Linked DNA regions of Mus musculus: regions 1, 2, 4, 5, 6 and 7 are each linked to region 3. The links are chromatin contacts, called in public ChIA-PET, Hi-C, HiChIP or PLAC-seq and promoter capture Hi-C maps. All regions are on one chromosome and are shown on one strand. Each heading gives the region's core, a stretch centred on a gene start, on an enhancer-like site or on the middle of the called end of the contact. The rest is flanking DNA. Distances are from core to core; before and after follow the strand shown.

Evidence for each region. A called contact is a pair of places that touch in the nucleus more often than the background predicts. ChIA-PET counts read pairs in DNA pulled down with a chosen protein or histone mark. HiChIP or PLAC-seq counts read pairs in DNA pulled down with a chosen protein or histone mark. Capture Hi-C pulls out chosen DNA fragments and counts their contacts.
Region 1: an H3K4me3 HiChIP or PLAC-seq map of the SCID.adh cell line shows a contact between it and region 3, with 12 read pairs. The contact joins the promoter of Atf6 here to the promoter of Alyref2 in region 3. A contact is called at or near these places in 1 of 484 Hi-C or Micro-C datasets (uterus), 1 of 115 datasets of contacts at active chromatin or transcription factors (the SCID.adh cell line) and 1 of 9 other capture datasets (liver).
Region 2: a contact with region 3 is called in an RNA polymerase II HiChIP or PLAC-seq map of embryonic stem cells, with 10 read pairs. The contact joins the promoter of Dcaf8 here to the promoter of Alyref2 in region 3. A contact is called at or near these places in 2 of 115 datasets of contacts at active chromatin or transcription factors (bone marrow-derived macrophages and embryonic stem cells).
Region 4: an RNA polymerase II ChIA-PET map of memory CD8 T cells shows a contact between it and region 3, with 17 read pairs. The contact joins the promoter of Pigm here to the promoter of Alyref2 in region 3. A contact is called at or near these places in 1 of 39 promoter capture datasets (liver), 2 of 484 Hi-C or Micro-C datasets (muscle stem cells and rod photoreceptor), 1 of 115 datasets of contacts at active chromatin or transcription factors (memory CD8 T cells) and 1 of 9 other capture datasets (liver).
Region 5: a contact with region 3 is called in a Hi-C map of the N1E-115 cell line, with 2.6 times the contacts expected there. The contact joins the promoter of Dusp12 here to the promoter of Alyref2 in region 3. A contact is called at or near these places in 2 of 39 promoter capture datasets (hippocampal neurons and pre-B cells), 5 of 484 Hi-C or Micro-C datasets (the N1E-115 cell line, the P5424 cell line, embryonic stem cells and 1 more), 2 of 115 datasets of contacts at active chromatin or transcription factors (the SCID.adh cell line and embryonic stem cells) and 1 of 9 other capture datasets (liver).
Region 6: a contact with region 3 is called in an RNA polymerase II ChIA-PET map of memory CD8 T cells, with 27 read pairs. The contact joins the promoter of Pea15a here to the promoter of Alyref2 in region 3. A contact is called at or near these places in 3 of 115 datasets of contacts at active chromatin or transcription factors (effector CD8 T cells, extraembryonic endoderm stem cells and memory CD8 T cells).
Region 7: a promoter capture Hi-C map of adipose tissue shows a contact between it and region 3. The contact joins the promoter of Kcnj10 here to the promoter of Alyref2 in region 3. A contact is called at or near these places in 2 of 39 promoter capture datasets (embryonic stem cells and liver), 3 of 115 datasets of contacts at active chromatin or transcription factors (embryonic stem cells, large pre-B cells and pro-B cells) and 1 of 9 other capture datasets (adipose tissue).

The regions. Positions count from the first base shown.
Region 1 is chr1:170,866,453-170,869,152 of GRCm38.p6, forward strand. Atf6 (activating transcription factor 6) reads right to left here and starts at 1,319. Exons shown (of 16, transcript NM_001081304.1): 1 at 1,198-1,319. The coding sequence starts at 1,249. Gm9929 (a long non-coding RNA gene) reads left to right here and starts at 1,378. Exons shown (of 2, transcript XR_003948181.1): 1 at 1,378-1,462; 2 at 2,129-2,700.
Region 2 is chr1:172,146,566-172,149,265 of GRCm38.p6, forward strand. It overlaps Dcaf8 (DDB1 and CUL4 associated factor 8), which reads left to right and starts at 1,450. Exons shown (of 14, transcript NM_001357204.1): 1 at 1,450-1,773; 2 at 2,684-2,700.
Region 3 is chr1:171,502,052-171,504,837 of GRCm38.p6, forward strand. It overlaps Alyref2 (Aly/REF export factor 2), which reads left to right and starts at 1,427. Exons shown (of 1, transcript NM_019484.4): 1 at 1,427-2,699. The coding sequence starts at 1,606. The coding sequence ends at 2,262. LOC115487699 (a small nuclear RNA gene) reads right to left here and starts at 1,112; the gene lies at 997-1,112.
Region 4 is chr1:172,375,099-172,377,829 of GRCm38.p6, forward strand. It overlaps Pigm (phosphatidylinositol glycan anchor biosynthesis, class M), which reads left to right and starts at 1,433. Exons shown (of 1, transcript NM_026234.4): 1 at 1,433-2,731. The coding sequence starts at 1,601.
Region 5 is chr1:170,884,264-170,886,963 of GRCm38.p6, forward strand. It overlaps Dusp12 (dual specificity phosphatase 12), which reads right to left and starts at 1,277. Exons shown (of 6, transcript NM_023173.2): 1 at 804-1,277. The coding sequence starts at 1,144.
Region 6 is chr1:172,205,477-172,208,176 of GRCm38.p6, forward strand. It overlaps Pea15a (phosphoprotein enriched in astrocytes 15A), which reads right to left and starts at 1,328. Exons shown (of 4, transcript NM_011063.3): 1 at 1,121-1,328. Gm17224 (a long non-coding RNA gene) reads left to right here and starts at 1,507. Exons shown (of 5, transcript XR_865735.3): 1 at 1,507-2,700.
Region 7 is chr1:172,339,814-172,342,513 of GRCm38.p6, forward strand. Kcnj10 (potassium inwardly-rectifying channel, subfamily J, member 10) reads left to right here and starts at 1,397. Exons shown (of 2, transcript NM_001039484.1): 1 at 1,397-1,638.

The sequences.
Region 1 (2,700 bases), core at 69-2,568, 640 kb before region 3:
TCAGAGAACAGATTCTGTCAACCTCTGTTTCAACATCTATAGGATGGCGGGACCTCATTGGACTGTTATGAACATAACATAAATAACACATGTAGTGTGCTTAGCAAAATAAAGTCCTAAACAAGTGACTGCTGTTACTATAACAAAAGCATTTAGCTGGGGAAATGAACTGGAGAATGAACATTTAAAGGTTTTTTTTTTCCAGAAAGTTGTCAAAATCGGCCCAAAGATTAAAATAAACCTTTTATAGATTGTAATTGTAGAGAGCATCTGCCACTGTTAAATTAAACTAGGATTCCAACACTTCCTAGTTGAGGGCCCACTCATGTTATAGTGGAATGTTAGTCCATGAAAAAAAAGTGTCCCCAAAACTGAAGGACAATGTAGTCTCACTACAGGATCCATTGAGCCACCTACAGAACTCCATTCACATATTAACACACATAATCCTGTTAACATTCTGTCTTGAAATCGAGAAGGGACTATCAGCTTTCTCTAAGGATTTGGATGCCAAAGCTTGTTCCTTGTCATTCTCTGGTCCATCCTTCCTGAACACTAAAAATAGACTTAACAAGAGATTTCAGAGCTGTGTTTGGACAGCAGTCAGGATTACATCAGTTTGTGTTAGATCTAGTAATCAGGGACACGAGGTCAGGTGCTTGGGAGAGTTTCTTCTTTGCCAATTTGGATCTATGTCTTAAACCAACAGTTCAAGCTGGGAGCCAAGGATTTTCTTCTGTATTTTAACCAAGTTTTCTCAACATATCTCGTACACGTTCAGTGCGCGCGCGCGCACACACACACACACACACACACTCACACACACACATACACACACACACACTCAGCGCTCCCCAGCCACACGCCCACAGTCTGAGAAAATAGCTTGGAGCCTTTGGGGCAGCTACAATCATCATCCTACTAAGTTCTGGTCCCTCACGATCACCTGGAATTTCCACCAGGAACACACGCTGAAAAACTACAGCAATTTCAATTAGAACATCATTCCATTATTGCTACGGCCAGGACAGAAGCCCAGAGGCTCTGCCAGCCTCTTCTACGACCCTCAACCCGTGGCCTCGCTCCCCGGACACGGGTCGTCCACACCTGTCACCGCCACCGGGCGGAAATCGGGAGGAGAAAAAAACCCGCAGACGCGGCCCGACCTAGCTCGGGTACATTCGCAGATCCACTCACCCCAGTCTTCATCTGGTCCATGAGGAAGAACCGGACTAAAAGGCGACTCCATGGCGCCGGCAACACAAGCCGGCTTCCCCGAAACAGACACCTCTCCCTCACAACTCGGATGGGTGAGTAACCTGAAACGGCGGCGGCCGGAGGACAAAATAAGCTGAACGCTGACACGGACGGTGGCCGGGCGGAGGCAAACTATCTCACCGCACGCGGGAACTGGGATCCAAAGCTAAGGAGACGTCAGCAGATAAGCAAACTCAATAGACTTGTGAGTAAATATTTCCCTACGAGGATTTCAGCACTTTCTGTCCCGCTGTGGGGTTTTGTGGTTGTTCTTTTTTGTTTCTCTCTCCCTCTCTCTCTTTTTTTTTTTAAATTGAGCGAAGAGCACGCAGATTTTACCGCTTTGTTAAAATTCGCTGATAGTACTAAAACTGAAAAGTCTCCTGATCATAGTGGCTTGTTCTTTGTGCTTAATACTACGATATAGACATCTCAGAACGAAATTAGAAATTGACAGTAAACCTGATTCTGTATTTATAAATGCTTTTCAATCGCTGTAAAAATTTTCCACGTACACGGTAAATAAAGAAAAATACAAATTTCCGACATGTGTTAGAACCACTCCTTTACTGGGACAGAATCCGAGGTAAACTTTCTCACAAATAATACTTGTAGAAAACCCACCTTCAAACAAATTTAAACAAAGAAAATATATAAGATAAATTCTCCATGTCCGCACTTACCTCCTAAAGAAGAGTTTCTAAAACTCGCAATAAGCTGTCAATCTCTTATTACTAAAATCCAAAATTCTAAATATTTTTAGAGAAGAATCATGCATCACGGATTCCAACTGGAAAATGTGAGCAATTTGAAACAACAGTTTCGAGAACCTACTTAGTGTTGTTTACTTTTCGGTTTTACTCGATTTCAGTAGCCAGGGACTGCATTCAAACCCAGACGGTGAATGAACACGGATCCCTCTAGGACCGAGAGGAACTTTTCCCATGGTTACAAACAAACATAAATGCTTCCCAGAATCCTCCGAGCTCCTCGTGGCTGCGGTTACTACCGATTGCGATTGCGGAATGCAACAAGGTGAGAGGAAAGCCAGGTCAGAATTCGTGAAGTCCGGCTGGGACCACACCCGCATACACACGTGCAATGCACCGCCCGCGCGCACATACATACATATATACATACACACACATACATACACACATACATACACACATGCATGTGCAATACGCAGCACGCGCGTGCACATACATGCATACATACACGAACACACGCACACTCGCGATTCTGAAGTCCCCCTACGACAAATGACATTCCTTTCGTCGTTGGAATTATATATATATAAATTTTAAAAAAAAAATTTTTTTTTCGAGACAGGATTTCTCTGTGTAGCCCTGGCTGTCCTGGAACTCTGTAGCCTCAGAAATCCGCCTGCCTCTGCCTCCCGAGTGCTGAGATTAAAGGCGTGTACCACCACCGCCCAGCCTT
Region 2 (2,700 bases), core at 200-2,699, 640 kb after region 3:
CTAAACAGTGAAAAACAATTATTTTATTCTACTGCCTACCCTGGATATAATGATCCTACTAGATTTTTCTGCTACAAATAAGAATGCTCCAGCCTGCTAGCTAGGAGTAATCTGGAATCCTAGAATCCTGGTTAGGTTTCCTTTAGGTGTCAGCAGAAAGTAGTGTACAGAGGTTACCTAAAACCAGCAACCTGCAGAGTTATGTGGCGTATCCATGTTTTAGCTGTATTTTCACAACAGCTAAATTATGAATAAACCTAGATATTTATCAACAGATGAATGAATTAAAGAAAATATAGAATATATACACAATAGGATCCATCAACTATGAAGAATGAAATAGTATTTGCAGATTATAAACAACATAAGTTAGACTCAGAAAGACAAATATGGCATGTCCTCTCCCATATGCAGAATCTGGATTTAAGTTCATGTATACATATGTCTATTAATTACACACACGTATTCATATTTAACAACAAAGTAGACAGGAGACTGAGAGGCAAGGAAGAGATATAAAGAGAGTTGAAGGAAAGCTAAGAAAAGAGAATGGAGTATACACTAGTCACAAAACTTAGTGGTAGTTATTGGAGGAAGGTAACCAAGAAGGGGAAAATGAGTGGGAAGGGGGCCATGAAGAAACAGGCATGACACATACATATGAAAATGCCACATGGAAACCTATTGCGTGTGTGTGTGTGTGTGTGTGTGTGTGTTGGGGATCGGGGAAGGACTTATTCTAGCCCCGAACTTACTATCCGTTGTTCTAGGTTGACCTCCAACTTGTGTATATCCTGTCTCAGCCTCCTGAGTGCTAGTTTGTAACCTGTTAGTTTGTATGCTCATTTAAAAAATTAAACTCTGCAGCGTTGAGCGCCTTTAATCCTAATCCCAGCGCCTGAGAGGCAGAGGCAGGTGGGTGATCTCTGTGAGATCTACAGTTCCAGGACAGCCCGGGTAGAAAGATCCTGTTTCAAATGAATAAATAAATCCTGTTTCTAAGCCGTGTCACTCCCACCCCCAGGTGTGGGGATCAAACTTTTAAAACTTTTAGACCCTTAGGAAGCATTCCAACATCCCCAAACCTTAGTGACTCTTTTAAACAAATGGACAAATGGGTGCTGGCAGAAGGCCTCTTAAGAAGCCATTGAAGGAAATGCAGCTTTGAGCCTGAAAGGAGAAAGGGGTTTTTCTTTAAACAAGGAAACAAACAAACAAAAAAATATGGCAAGAATTAGAACCTCAGGCCTGGAGGACACCTAGAAGTTTGCCTGCCAGAGCCTTTGGAATGAGGTTCATTTTCCGGCACAACTCCAAGGAGCCCCTAGATCGCATGTGTTTTGAATACCAGGAGACAAGCCATCACTCTCAAAGTACGAAAACAACTTGACTCCTCCGCCCCGCGCACGCGCCCCTCGCGGCTTCGGTTGGCCCGAGGCTCCGCCCCTTGTGCGGCCACCGGGAGGGTTGGGAGCCCAGAGCTCGCGGGACCGCTCTCGCTCAGTCTCCTCCAGCACAGCGTCGCAAACCCCGCCGGAAAGCGTGACGGCGCAGGCGCAGGCGCGGAGACCCGAGACGGTGGTGGTGGCTGCCGCTGGCCAGTGTAAGATGGCGGCGGCGTTGGTGGCGGCAGTGGACGGGGCGGCTGGGCCTGGAACAGTCGGAGCATCCGCTGGCAGAAGGATGACCCTAGATGGGAAGCGGGCTGCCGGGCCTCGCCAGCTCCCGTGCTTGTAACTGCCCCAGCCGGACGCCCTCCCCTTGACCTACCGGGTCCGTGTTTCGTCCGGCTCGGCCTGTTCCCCCCTCTCCCTGACCGCTTCCCCGCAGGACAGGCCCGATCCCTTTCCTAAAACTCCCGGACTTTAAGTCTTACTCCCCTCCTCCGAGTCGGTGCTGGGAGGACTCGTCCTCTGCCCGGGTCGGTCCACGGGGTTGCCCCCTAGGGCCAACCCCATGACTCACAGGGGCTTCTCGTTCGTCCGGTGACCCATTCGTAAACTCTCATTTCTCCCTTTATAATTTGGGGACCCGGCTCTGTTGGCGTCTCCTAGTCACTTCAGGGCCACCGCGCAGTGTGCCCCCTTCCCCCATCCCAAGATCTCAGGCCCAGCACCTCGTACGGAAGGCCGAGGTCCAAGAAACTGGCAGTCTGTTCTTGAATGCTTTGTGATCTAGTTCTCTTAATGTACTTCCCCTCCCCGTGTCCCGAAATCTTTTAGGACACCTTAGAACGGTCCCGCTTGGTCCTTATTAGTTGGAAAGCATCTGGCGGCTTGAATTTCTGACTCATGATTGTTGGTGTAGTCTGTAAACAAACCCGCACTAGAGCGATCACATTCTCCCGCGGATTCTCCCCTCCCCCCCCCTGCTCCGGAGTTTGCTTGAGACGGGTGGTTTGGTTTAAGAGTTGAAAAGATACAGGTTTTCCTCATAAGTGACTCTTTAGCCTTGGTGGAGCTGGGAGATAACTTTGCCTGGCGTTTAAATCTTGTGTTAATCCTTTGTGTTTCCATTACGGGCATGGGTTTTGTTCAGTAGTCAGAATTGAGTTAGGTAAGTTGTTTTGGTTTTAAATAGTTGTGAGGAGACTTTAAAAAAAAAAACATTAAAGTGTGGTCATAAATATTTTGGCTACTTTCAGAAGAGACGCCTTTGCCATGTAAACTTTCACTTTTCTCAGTTCTTCAGCGAACCTCC
Region 3 (2,786 bases), core at 177-2,676:
TCTGTGTTTGAAGTTCCTGCCACTTTGTTACCTGTTCTTTTTTTTTTTTTTTAAGATTTATTTATTATTATATCTAAGTACACTGTAGCTGTCTTCAGACACACCAGAAGAGGGAGTCAGATCTCATTACGGATGGTTGTGAGCCACCATGTGGTTGCTGATTTGAACTTCGGACCTTCGGAAGAGCAGTCGGTGCTCTTAACCACTGAGCCATCTCTCCAGCCCCCTTGTTACCTGTTCTTATTACTGAGGTATTTTAGCTATAAGGAGACTGAGGTATTTCAAAGGGACAGTCTCTGTCCTTAAGGGAAAGGTCTTGGGTGGGAGAGTAGTTTTCATTTTTTTGGGGGGGGAGGGACTGGGGGGAGATGGGGAATTGCATCATAGTCTAGCCCCTCCCACAGCTCTGAGGGTAACCTGTCCCTTCTGCTCGAGTGGCTGCATTTATTTTTTAGAATGTATCTGCCTTTATTTGTATGAATATTTTGCCTGCGTATCTGAGCGTTGCTTGGCACTGATGGAAGTCAGAAGGGGGCGCTAGTTCTTCCTCAGCTACAGAGCTGGGTTAGCCATCTTGCTAGAAAATTGTACGTGCCTTAAGTCCATAACCACCTTGCACTTAAATAAAATATTAAAAATAATGGTTTATACATATGTTCACTGAGACCACAACATAACGCAGCTAGATAAAAAACAGCTTAATAAATAACATGTCTACAGACTTCCCACAAAAACTTAGTATTTGCTTTTAAAGGCTTATTTACTTTATCGGTTATGAGACACAACGCCATGCGACTGAGCCCTTTTAACCAATGAGCTGTCTCTTTAGCCTAAGCTCAAGCCATTTTTACCTTACAGTGGTTAACACTGAAGACAAGAAAATACATAGAGCACACAATAAAGACTGTTAATTCTAACTTTGGTTAACACTGAAGACAAAAAAATACATAGAGCACACAATAAAGACTGTTAATTCTAACTTTAAACATTATTAATAGCCTTGCTAAAGCAAGGCCTCAAAAAATTAGTGTAAGACTCAGAATTGTTCCTCTCCACGGAAATCTTTAGTAAAAGGCGAAAGATTTATACGATCTGAAGAGAAACCAGAGTATACCCAGCTGTCCTAGTGTACAGTTCTCGGCCGACTGTATTTCCTAGACAACTAATGGTGACTATTTACTCCTAAAGACACTGACTACTTTATTATATCAGATAAATCTTTGAAGGTTCTATCACATTAAGGAATAAAAGGAATAAAACAGAACAACGAAAACAACACGCTACCCTTTTAAATTATACAACCATCTGTGTGCACTGCATTGTGGGTATGCAAATATCGCGGAGAAGCCGCGTGGCCCGCTCGGTTTCCGGAAGTGCCTCGAATTTGTCCCAGATGTCTCTAGGCGCTGGGCGGCCACCAGGGGTCAGAGCGAAAGCCAGATTCACAAGCGCACAGACTTCCAATTTCCAAGTGTGATTTTGGTGCGCTTGTGATTCCAGCACCGGTCGGAGAGGCGGAGTCAAGGCGGGGGAATCATTGAATTTGAGTACTTTCTGGTCTGCACCGCGAGGGCCGGGCCAGTCAGGCCCGGATCCGCGCCCGCCATGGCCGACAAGATGGACATGTCTTTGGACGACATCATTAAGCTGAACCGTAACCAGCGCCGGGTGAATCGAGGCGGCGGGCCTAGGAGGAACCGGCCCGCCATCGCCCGCGGCGGCAGGAACCGGCCGGCACCGTACAGTAGACCGAAACCACTTCCGGACAAGTGGCAGCACGACCTATTCGACAGCGGCTGCGGGGGTGGGGAAGGCGTGGAGACCGGTGCCAAGCTGCTCGTGTCAAACCTGGACTTCGGGGTGTCAGATGCTGACATTCAGGAACTCTTTGCTGAATTTGGAACGTTGAAAAAAGCCGCTGTGGACTACGATCGCTCTGGACGAAGTTTAGGGACGGCGGATGTACACTTTGAACGGAGGGCAGATGCCCTGAAGGCTATGAAGCAGTACAAGGGCGTCCCTTTGGATGGCCGCCCTATGGACATCCAGCTTGTCACGTCACAGATCGATCCACAGCGAAGACCTGCACAAAGCGGAAACAGAGGCGGCATGACAAGGAGCCGTGGCTCTGGAGGCTTTGGTGGCCGCGGCAGCCAGGGAAGGGGTAGAGGCACTGGCAGGAACTCAAAGCAGCAGCAGCTTTCTGCAGAGGAGTTGGACGCACAGCTGGATGCTTACAATGCAAGGAGGGACACCAGCTAAACAACCGAACAAATCCGCACAAGAACCGGGACCCAGACGCCTCGTCTGTGATGCCTTAGAGGGAGGGTAGGCAACTGGACTGTGCAGACAATGGTGAATTTGGTTTTTTGTTTCTTTTTACTTCCTGTTTTAAAATAGGATCTAAAAACTCATGTAAAGTTTTTTTTTTTTTTTTTTTTTAAATTCTGAAACAGACCTGTTTTGTACTGAGTTATTTTTTGGGATAAGTTTTCCTGGGTGCTGTTGTGGAGAAGGTGGCATTTTCACCTTTGTCATAATAAAATAGAAATGTGTGTAGAACTGGAAAAATTAAAAAAGAAAAAGAAAAATTACAAATTACAATATGACTTTTATGGACAGAACACATGACTGACTAGCATGCATGAAGAAGTGGGTTTCATTCTCAGCTCCATCATGTAAGAATAAAACAAGAATTGAAAAAACCTTGCCTTTGATGCAGCTCAGTGGCAGAATGCCTACTCACCATGAGCAAGGAAGGCGGTGGGTTTAATTACATGGAAAGT
Region 4 (2,731 bases), core at 183-2,682, 870 kb after region 3:
CTGATTTTGCTCATTGATACAGATAGGGATATCTACTTTACATTAAAAAGTAGTTAGTATGTCTGACAACTGGGAATAAGTCCTTAACAAATAACAATTATGATAATTTAGGCCACGTATACTGTGATAACACAGTATCATTCAAATAACTCTTGACAGGCTCGACTTCTAAGATCAAGCCAGACAGTCTGTGTCAGTTACCATGTGCCTGCAACTGTAATGCAAGGAAGTACAAAGAAATACATACTTTCTACTCTCAAGAACCCTACAATTTAGTTATAAGGTTATTTGAATGGTAATGTGTTATCACAGTATATTATGGGCAATGCATAGTAAAAAACCAATAGAGGTAGTTATTAATCTACACCATGTAATTACATCAAAGCACAGACATACCAGACTATGACTAGAGGTTAATACGGCTCACTCAAAGGATAAATGTGAAGTGTAGGATGAGAGATGTCTAGGCCGAATGGAGCCACTTCTATGGTAATCTAGAAGACATTCCCTAGGGGCAGGCTCAGTTTGTAAGATCAAGGCAGTCTGCGTCAGTTACCATGCGTCTGAGACTGTAATACATTACAAGAAAGTACAAAGAAATAAAGAAATACTTTCTACTCTCACGAACAATTTACTTGAAACTGAAAACATTGTAAAATAAAGTATGAAGTTCTTGGCCCGGCGTGGTGGCGCACGCCTTTAATCCCACCACTTGGGAGGCAGAGGCAGGCGAATTTCTGAGTTCGAGGCCAGCCTGGTCTACAGAGTGAGTTCCAAGACAGCCAGGACTATACAGAGAAATCCTGTCTCGAAAAACCAGAAAAAAAAAAAAAAAAGAGTATGAAGTTTTAAAAAGTCAATTATAAGTGCAGTAAGAAATCAGGAAAAGAATGAAAGAGTTGGAGTCTTTGGCAAGAAACTAATAGTGGTAGGGTGAACGGAGTGGGTTGACGGCCGATTTTGACCTAGTTGAAGAGTTCTTGAAAAGAACGGAGTTGACAGTACTCCAGGGGAGACAATCTAGACGTATTTCGGTAGGAGGAACCTTCTTATCAGGGTAAAAAGACTATTTTATTTTAGGCTTATTCTTTCCATCTGTATTTCCCACTCTCAGTCCTCCAAGCCAGTTGGGCGGGATGTAAGTAGCAGCAGGTAGCAGCTCACTGTGTTCAGCGTCCTCCTCCGTAGATCTGAGCTGGGAACGCGGAAGCTCTGGTTACTAAAAACAAAGTTCACCCAGGTCCCAGGTCCACGACATCTCAGCCACTCCGGGATTTCCGGACAGCGGAAGCGTCGCCAATAAGGGACCGGAAATCCCGCCTTCGCCGGAGGAAGCTGCGGACGCTAGACAGCCAATCCCGAGGAAGGCAATCGTTCCGCGGAGACAGCTGAGAGCCCGCGCGGGGCTGGAGGCCGGAAGTACCGTGGGGGCGGGACTTGGGGTGCCGGAAGTGATCATTCCTCGGTTCTTCCTGTCGGTGCTGTAGCAGAGGAGATGCTCCCGGCGGCTGAGAGGCGTCAGCCCGAGGACGGTTAGCGAGAGGGGCGCAGTGTGGACCCGGGGCCGGGCCGGGCCGGGCGGGTGGCCCGCACTCGGACCATGAGCTACCCCATGCACTGGGGGGAATGGATCCTGAACTTTCGGGTGCCGCCCGCCGGGGTGTTCGGCGTGGCCTTCCTGGCCCGGGTCGCCCTGGTTTTCTACGGTGTCTTCCAGGACCGGACTCTGCTGGTGAGGTACACCGACATAGACTACCACGTGTTCACGGACGCCGCGCGCTTCGTCACGGAAGGGCGCTCCCCGTACCTGCGGGCGACCTACCGCTACACCCCGCTCCTGAGCTGGCTCCTCACCCCCAACGTCTACCTCAGCGAACTCTTCGGCAAGTTTCTCTTCATCAGCTGCGATCTCCTCACCGCCTTCCTCCTGTACCGCCTGCTGCTGCTCAAGGGGCTGGGGCGCCGCCAAGCCTGTGGCTACTGCGTCTTCTGGCTTCTCAACCCTTTGCCCATGGCGGTGTCCAGCCGGGGCAACGCGGACTCCATCGTCGCCTCCCTGGTTCTCTCGACCCTGTACTTCATAGAGAAACGGCTCATCGCGTGCGCCGCGGTGTTCTATGGCTTCGCGGTGCACATGAAGATGTACCCGGTGACCTACATCCTCCCCATAGCGCTCCATCTGCGGCCCGAGCGCGACGATGACGAGCGTCTCCGGCAAGCCCGGTTCTCTTTCCAGGCTCGTTTGTACGACTTCCTGAGGAGGCTGTGTAGCTGGGCAGTGCTGCTTTTCGTAGCAGTTGCAGGGCTCACGTTTGTTGCCCTGAGCTTCGGTTTTTACTATAAGTACGGTTGGGAGTTTTTGGAGCACACCTACTTTTATCACCTAACTAGGAGGGATATCCGCCATAATTTCTCTCCGTACTTCTATATGCTGTATTTGACTGCCGAGAGCAAGTGGAGTTTTACTCTGGGGATTGCGGCGTTCCTGCCACAGTTCATCTTGCTGTCAGCCGCATCTTTCGCCTACTACAGAGACCTTGTCTTCTGCTGTTTCCTTCATACGTCCATTTTTGTGACTTTTAACAAAGTCTGCACCTCTCAGTACTTTCTTTGGTATCTCTGCCTTCTGCCTCTGGTGATGCCACTGGTGAGGATGCCTTGGAAAAGAGCCGTAGTCCTCTTACTGTTCTGGTTCATAGGACAGGCCTTATGGCTGGCTCCTGCATATGTT
Region 5 (2,700 bases), core at 27-2,526, 620 kb before region 3:
GCTTTCCCTGGCTTGCTTTCTTATAGAACCCAAGACTACCAGCCCAGGTGGGTGGGACCTTGATCACTAATTGAGAAAATGCCCCACAGCTGGATCTCATGGAGGCACTTCCCCAACTGAAGCTCCTTTCTCTGTGATAACTCCAGCCTGTATCAAGTTGACTCACAAAACCAGTCAGTACAGTTTTCCTTTGGTCCGTGAATGTTTCTCTAAACTTGCCCGTCACGTATAACTTTGATTAAAAATCCTCCAGCATGGTTTCACACTCAAGGTGTGCAGCCCTCTGGACAGAAGCAGGTGGACATCTGTGCTTTTTGAAGCCAGCCTGCTCTACATAGCGAGTTCCAGGCCTGCCAGATCTATACAGTAAGACCCAGTCTCAAAAAACAAAAAGTCACATGTTTTTCCCTTGTTAATCACAGTGGCCTTTAGGGCGAGGAAGTATCACGTATTTTCACCCCAATACATCTGACCTGTATTACATTCGCCGGCTTGAGTGTCTGACTTCTCTTACAAATCTGATAAACTTTAACCTAACCCCCAAAATATAGACAAGCAGATAGAACGATGGACGAATGGACGGATAGATGGATGCACAGACAGACAGACAGTTGCTGCAAGATGAAATCAAACAAAACACTAACCAAGGGCGGGTTTTGGAACCCTCATTGGAACCACACACCCCAAGGGAAGATGAGGAACGAGGGTCTTGGCTCTGACAGCCTGGAACCTCCACTTTTGGGCGCCTCTGCAGAGAGGCGAGACCCGGTGCAAGGCACCGCCCCCCTGCACGTGGCACTCACCAGTGCACCAACACCGCGCGGCCTTCGGAGCGAGCCTGGCCGATGAAGGCCACGCAGCGATCCAGGTGGCTGAGCAGGTCGGTCTCGGGTTTGTCCAGCGCCGGCACGAAGAGGCTCCGGAGACCTTCGAACCCAGCCCCAGCCGGGAAAGCCGGTTCAGAGTCCACCGTCAGCACGGCGGTGATGCCCGCCTCCCTCAGATGGCCCGGTTCCGCCACTGCCGCTGCCCCACCCAGATACAGCCCGGGCCGCACTTCCACGGCGTGCCCTGCCGAGCTGGCGGGACTGGCAGTCGGAGCCTGGCGCTCGCAGCCATGGTTAGAACCCTGCGCTTCCAACATGGCAGAGCCAGGAAGCCAGGCAGCCGCTGCCCGCCACCAAGTCACCGGCTAGAGTGACTGACTCCTGTGTCGGAATAGCTCCAGCCGCTCAGCAGCGCCGTGGGAGGACCATGGCAATAGGGAAAATGACTGCTTCTGGGGAAGGTGATGTGAGCCGTGCTCGGGCTGTGTGCTTAAATAAGCTCCATTTAGAGCAGCTTTTCCACCCAACCTTCTAAAGTCCAAGGCAGAAAAATAAAGTCTCCATTCATCCGTTGCTGGTAGGACCACAAACTTGTACAGTCACTATGGAAATCAGCTTGGAGGTTCCTCAGGAAAATGGGAATCTATCTCAAGATCCAGCAAAGCCACTCTTCCTACCATTTGAGACATTTGCCCAACCATGTTGCCTATTGATGCCTCATAATAGCCAGAAATTGGAAACAACCTAGATGTACAACAGAAGACTGAATAAAGAAAATGTGGTACATTCACACAATAAGGTATTACTCAGCCATTTTAAAAAAAAAAAATAAAATTTGCAGATAAATGGATGAAACTCGGGAAAAAAAAATCATTCTGAGTGAGGTAACCCAGACCCTGAAAGACAAATCTGGTATGTATAAGCTTATATGTGGATATTAGCTGTGATAACTGATGTGTTAAAATAGAGGCTCGAGTCTGAACACAGTACACTGGGCCCAAACAGTTCCACGTGTAAGAATTTTATTGGGGGATGGGAGGGAGGTGGCGGCAGAAAGAGAAGTGAGGGAGGGAGGGAGAGGGAGAGATGGGGGCAGCTCTGGAGTGGGATGTTCTTCTTGAGGCTTTTGGGGTAGAGAGGGAAGAGCTTAGGCGGAGGGTAGGACTTTGTTGAGATATTTAGGGATGCTGTATAATAAAGCGTTTACTTATCTAAGCCTAAGTTACCGTGCTGTTGTAGCTGATCTGCCTTCTGTGATCCTCTGAGGCCAGAAACTACAGTTTCTGGCAACTAGCACCTCTTCTTCAAGCCACAAGAGAGATAGATAGATATGTCTATCTCAGCAGGAACTGCTGGGCTCTAACTTTCAGCCTGCTAGTCCGGTCTCAGGAAGAGAAGACACTTAGATAAATAATTATAGAGTTTATTACCAAGTTGTAAAAAGTTTCCTATGAAAGCTATCTAAGGGGAAAAGCAGAAAGATCCTGAGTGGGTAAAGGGAAAAATTCTCTAAGTGGGGAAAGGGAAAAGAATCTAGTCTAAGTGGGGAAAGGCAAAAAAGTCTCCTCTATTGATCTTAGCTCTCCATTGATCTTAGTTCTCTATGATTCTTTCGTGTCTCTTTGTCCTTGGTACTTATACGTCTTCCAGAATACATGATCACATGTTACAAGTTCATCACAAGTTCACACAAAAAATCAAATCATAAATTGAAATAGAAGTTTACAGCAGAGAATGTTTACATGCATATCCATTAGGAGTGATTATCTAGCTAAACATCGATCACCTGTCTCAGCTCCACAGGTTCACTGAAGGTTTAAATCCATAAGTTATAAAGTGAAGGTTTGTATAGATAAGCCCAGTTGGTATTTTA
Region 6 (2,700 bases), core at 78-2,577, 700 kb after region 3:
GATTCTCGTCCTCTCCAGCACCCTTCCTGTGCCTCTGGCCACCTCTTTCCTTTTCTCTGTGGCTCTCTGGTCAGCTCTCCCTGTCTTCTCACACATTCCTCTCATTCTCTCTCCCCCTGACTTGGGTTCCATCCTTGGCTGACTCATTCTTTTCACCCTCTCCCTGGCTTCTACTCCTTCCTCCATCCTTTGGCCATATTGATGTCCAGGCTCTAGCCACTCCCAGGTACCCTATGCTCTAAACTGGCAGTCAGCAACAAAGGTCACAAGAAGCCCCTCACCCAGGTAAGAGCACAGGCTCACCAGTCCTTGAGGTATTGCCCACTAAAACTGTAAAATCTGGGTGTGTTTGTGGACAGTGGTCCTTTCCACCCACTACTGAACATTCGTGTTAAGACTGATGCTGGTCAAGGAGACTCCACATGGGAGGTAACAAACGGGTTGTGGTGGGTGGGTGGATGCCTAGTGCAGGGGTGTTGTGATTTGGTTTGTATGAGAGGATGTGTGTAAGTCACATGGGTGTGTGTCACTGTGTGGTTGGCTGTCTTTTTTTTTTTCTTAAAGGTGTGTTTCTGTCCCTGTCGGTTTTGACAAGGATTGTTTTAAAAATTAGTGTCTTTATATTGGCTACATCATTCCTATGTATCCCCAGCCCCTTTCCTCTGGGCAAGCTTCCACCAATCCCACTCTCCTCAGATGCAGTAAACTGGGTGTGAGAGTACCCAGACCAGTTGCCTGCTGCCGGAGGAACTGAAGCAGGGCTGAGCTGAGCCTGGACGCCTGCAGAGGCGAGTCCGAAGCTAAAGCGAGGAGGGAGGGGCGGGAGCTGGCCTGGCTCGGCCGGCTGGGCGGGAAGCAGGCTACATCCTAATCCCCAGGCCCCGTCGGACTCCCAAACTGCTGTTCAGCACGGAATGGGCGGATGAAGCCACGCTGCCTGTGACACTCTCCAGTCTCTGGATGCATGGACAGAGAAGGACCCCATGGAGCCTGACACCGTGGACCTGTCTGAATCCTCAAGCTCCCCTATTTGTCCCCTGCGTCCGGGATCGTGACCCTCCAAACCCAGATCCCCAATCTACCTCCTCCCCACGACACATCTTCCCTCTGCCCCTCTCACCGCCTCCGGAGCTGAGAGCTCAGGGTGCGGGCACTCCCGGGTCCCCGGTTCCTAAGCAGCGTCTGGAGCCTGCTCCTTGGCTCCTGCCACCGCTGCCGCCGATCCTGCCGCCGCCGCCTCTTCCGCCCGTGGAGCAGAGCTTGAGCCCAGCACCGCCTCACCCCACCCGACTGGCCGGTGATGTCAGAGCCGGGGAGGGGCGGGGGGCGGGGAGCGGGGAGGAAAGGGGGAGGGGAAGCAGGAGGGGACAGGGACTGGGGACTGGGGTTCTGGAAGGCTCCTAGGATGGGGGCAGGACTGGGATGGAATATGGACTCTTCCCCTTAAACTGTGAGAAGATCCTCGTTTTTTTCCTAATGGGTCACTTTCCTGCCCTCTGACCTTTGGTTGGTCACGATGGCCAGGACCCCTGGAAGGCAGATCAATTTGGATTGGGGGATTTGGAAGACCTATGGCCTCTGGGTTCTCTTAGCTACTTCGCTTTGGTATTTAGAAATCCTATTTCCTAGCCTTATAGATCAGAGACTCAGTAGGAAACGGTCAAGTTTATCCACGCTAGGAATAAAAATGGGACAGGGGCAGGCAGCAACAGGGAAATCTCTTTTACTTGGCCCGGGGCCATGAGCTCTTGTGTATAATAGCAGCTGGACCCCTGAGCACCTCCTGCCTTTCCCAAATATACCCCCACACACGCACCCCCACACCCCCACACACTATGATGTAATTTTATTTTCTGGAGGAAAAAAGCCATGAGCTCAGCATGCAAATATAGACAACAAAGCCACACTTAGCTGTCTCCTAGCTCTGTCCTTCTGCCTAGGCCCAGTGTGATAATTCTCACTTCCCCTACACCTCAGGGACTTTCCTCCTCCAGAGGCTCACTCAGCCGGGCTGAAAGAGGGAGGAGGGAGGAGGGAGAATTGGAGAAGCATCCGATTTTCACCCTACCTCCATGAGGGGCGTCAGCTCAGCTCTGCAAGTGCCTGACCCTGAGAACGGCTTCAATGTTTGCACACCACCAGGAACACCCCATTTTGCCTTCAGGTCCAGCTGATCAGAGACCCTTCCAGAAGCCTAAGATGAGCCCCTTCTTCTGGGAGGAGCAGGTCCTGGTCCTGTGCCTTAGGTTTCATATATAGTTCTTCTCTTTGCTCCTCTTACCCCCAGCCCCACCCCCACCCCCCACATGGCTGCCCATTGCTCCTTTGAGGGTAACTAATATACCCTCAGAAGTTGCTTTTGTTTCTGAGTCGCTGTAGGGTCGGAATCTATCATGTTGACCCATCTTTGAGACACAGAGTGACTGTACACTTTTGCATAGACATACCACATTTACATGAGACAAATGAGGCAGAGCAAAACACAGAGAATGTGGACTTTATACTTATTCTGTTTCCATAGACAAATTAAGTCCATAAAGTTGAGGATACCAGTCTCACTTCATAGGGTTCTTCTGAGAATCAGGAATAATAAAGTTTTTAGGGACTGGTACCAGATAGGTGCAAAAAAAAAAAATCAAAGACATGTAGTCTAGTATCTTTTGATCTATATGAAGTGAATCCCATAATATTTTTATGATG
Region 7 (2,700 bases), core at 147-2,646, 840 kb after region 3:
CTTCTTGAACAAGCCTGGATTCTAAGAACTAACCTTTAGCCAGCCCTCTCCTTGTTCAAGTAGTTCCTTGCCTACTTCTCTGTTTTTCCCTTTCTCCCTCTCTCCTTCTTCCTTCCTTCCTTCCTTCCTTCCTTCCTTCCTTCCTTCCTTCCTTCCTTCCTTCCTTCCTTCCTTCCTTCCTTCCTTTCCTTCCTCCCTTCTTCTCTCCCTCCCTCTCTTTCTCCCTCCCTCCTCCCCCCTCCCATTCTTCTTTCTGTGCTGGTGATGAATGGAACCCAAGACAAGCATTCTACCTCTCAGCTACAACACCCTCAGCCCCAAAGAGGCCTTTTCAAAAGGCACATGTATTCTTCATCTTATGCATTTTGAGAGTTTTAAGCTAAACTAAAATATATATAGTTTCCCTGCTTTCAATCCTGAATTTATATTAACACAGTAAGTAAAGCAGTCTATTGATATGTAGTTCAATGTCTGTTATGAATAAAAGTGGGACGTCTTTATTTTCTTCTTTAGTGTATGCCATGCATCAGATAGAGGGTACAAATCACTCAAAACAGATCAGATAATGAGAGTACATAGTGGATGGGAAGAGTTTGACGCTATTTCCTAAGCTGATGTGTCTGTGTTCCCACAGGACTTCACAATGGCAGTTCCTCTGTCATCAGTATTCTTTCTGCCATCTCCTTGGACCTGGGCCTCCTGCATTCCTAGAACCTACGTAGACGTTATCTCTTTCCTCGAACATTTGTGGGGAACCCCCTAAATAGTGACCCTTCCTTCTTCTTCCACAGCTTTGGATGTCTCCCACACTTTGCACCGTACTGCGGCTTATTTTTCCTTGCAGGAGAAGTTGCTGCAGATGGAGATGATGTTTGGTCCTCTTTTGCACCCCACGCCGCACTCTCTACACAGGGAACAGCGAATAACTTGGAAATTGTACAGGATGCCAGAGCCCTGTAGCCCCAGGAACCCAGGCCAAGTCTGCCACAGTCTCGGTCCCAGTCGCAGCCCGTCCTGAATTCATTTCCACCTCATTAACTGGGGCCCAGTCCCGCCCCCGCGGCCCTCGTCCTGGTTCCTCCATTCTGACACGGCCGCCTCACTTTTCTTCTTTCTCTTCCCCCCTGTCATCTTGCCAGCTCGGCTTCTATCGCTACGCGTATCGTCTCTTCATCTCTCTTTCTCCGGGACTCTGTCTGGGTCTCTGTTCTTCGAGTGTTTCTGCACCCTAGTCCGTCTGGGTTTGCGCTTCCTATCCCCTAAGCCCCGCCCCTTGCCTTGCCCAAATCTCTCCAATCCCCAGGCGCTGATCTGGCGCTCCGATCTGCCATTGGCCGGCTCCAAGCTCCCCCCTCTGCCTCCGCCCTCCCGACCCCCGCCGGGCCCCTCCATTCACACAAAGTTTGGCTTCGGCACTGCAGAGGGAGGGGGCGGCCCGGCCCGGCCCAACTCTGCCCCCGGCCGGCCCGACCCCGGCCCCGGCCCCCGGACAAACCCTTATCTGATTCCAGCTCCGGGTTTAAGAGTCTTGGCCCTGCCTGTCGCACAGCTCCGCTCGCCGCTCCTGCCCGCCCCGTCTGTTCATCTGTCCCGCTGCCCCGCGATTTATCAGAGCAGCCACTTCACCTTCGAGCCAAGGTAAGACTCTGGCCCTGATAAAGGAGTGCTGGGTCCTATCCACTTATCCATCGGATCCCCCTAACCCTTTGGTCCCTACGGAAGCTGGTTGTACCCTATCAGTACAATCCGGGTCTCCCTCCTTCAGTCTTGGCAGTTCCAAGTGGACTTTCCTGGGAAGGGCCCCTCATCAAGAGTACTTTACTCAGGTTATTCACCTCGGGTCTTCCATCTAAGAAAGGGGCTTCCATGATATCCCCTCCTCATGACACTTGGCAGACCTGCAGTTGCATGGGGCTCATCCGGTTACTAGAGTAATTAATTACCACACATAAGCCTGCACCCACCCACACAGGAATAGAGACACTGCCCCTTGCTCCCAGTAGAGATAAGTTACTCCTGATTCCAGCCCTTCCCCCTTGCAGTGACATTCACACAGTGACACTCATTGACGGTCTTCTGAGCACCAGTTTGTTTACACATGGGGAGAAAGACAAGCACTAGATTAGAAGACGCAGTCACCCTGATGTGCCTGGGACCCTCTTCATTTCCTTCTGGGTTCCCACTTTGAGACCCCCTCCCTACCGACATCCCTCAATCCTTGAAATTGCCTCACAAGGACAATCTCAGAAGAAGATGTTTCTTCTGGAGCAGGGTAGATTAGTGCCTATGAATTCATCCTTTAGGGATCCCCTCTCCCACTCTCTGTCTTGCCCCATCAGGGACTGACCAAGGGCAGTCATGTTAGGATGGAACTGATTCTAGGGAGGAGACCCGAGGCCCAGAATGGCCAGAAGGACAAACCTGGGAAAGAAAAAATTTAGGGGTAGGACTTCTGGTATCTCGGGATTTCATTTCAGTAACTGAAGTGCCCTGGGCAGACTGAGGCTGACGGAGAGAGGCGAGGGTGCACAGAAATAAAGACAGATTTGGATCCAAGGGAAGGCAAAGCTTAAAGCCTGCTTAGGTTGCGTATCGATACAAATTCTGATGAGAGGTTTCTGGCCAGAGAGCCCTTGCTGTGGTGTTTGAAATGTTTTTCTCCCTATGGGACAGGCGGCTTTAGGTAGTCCAAGAGGACAG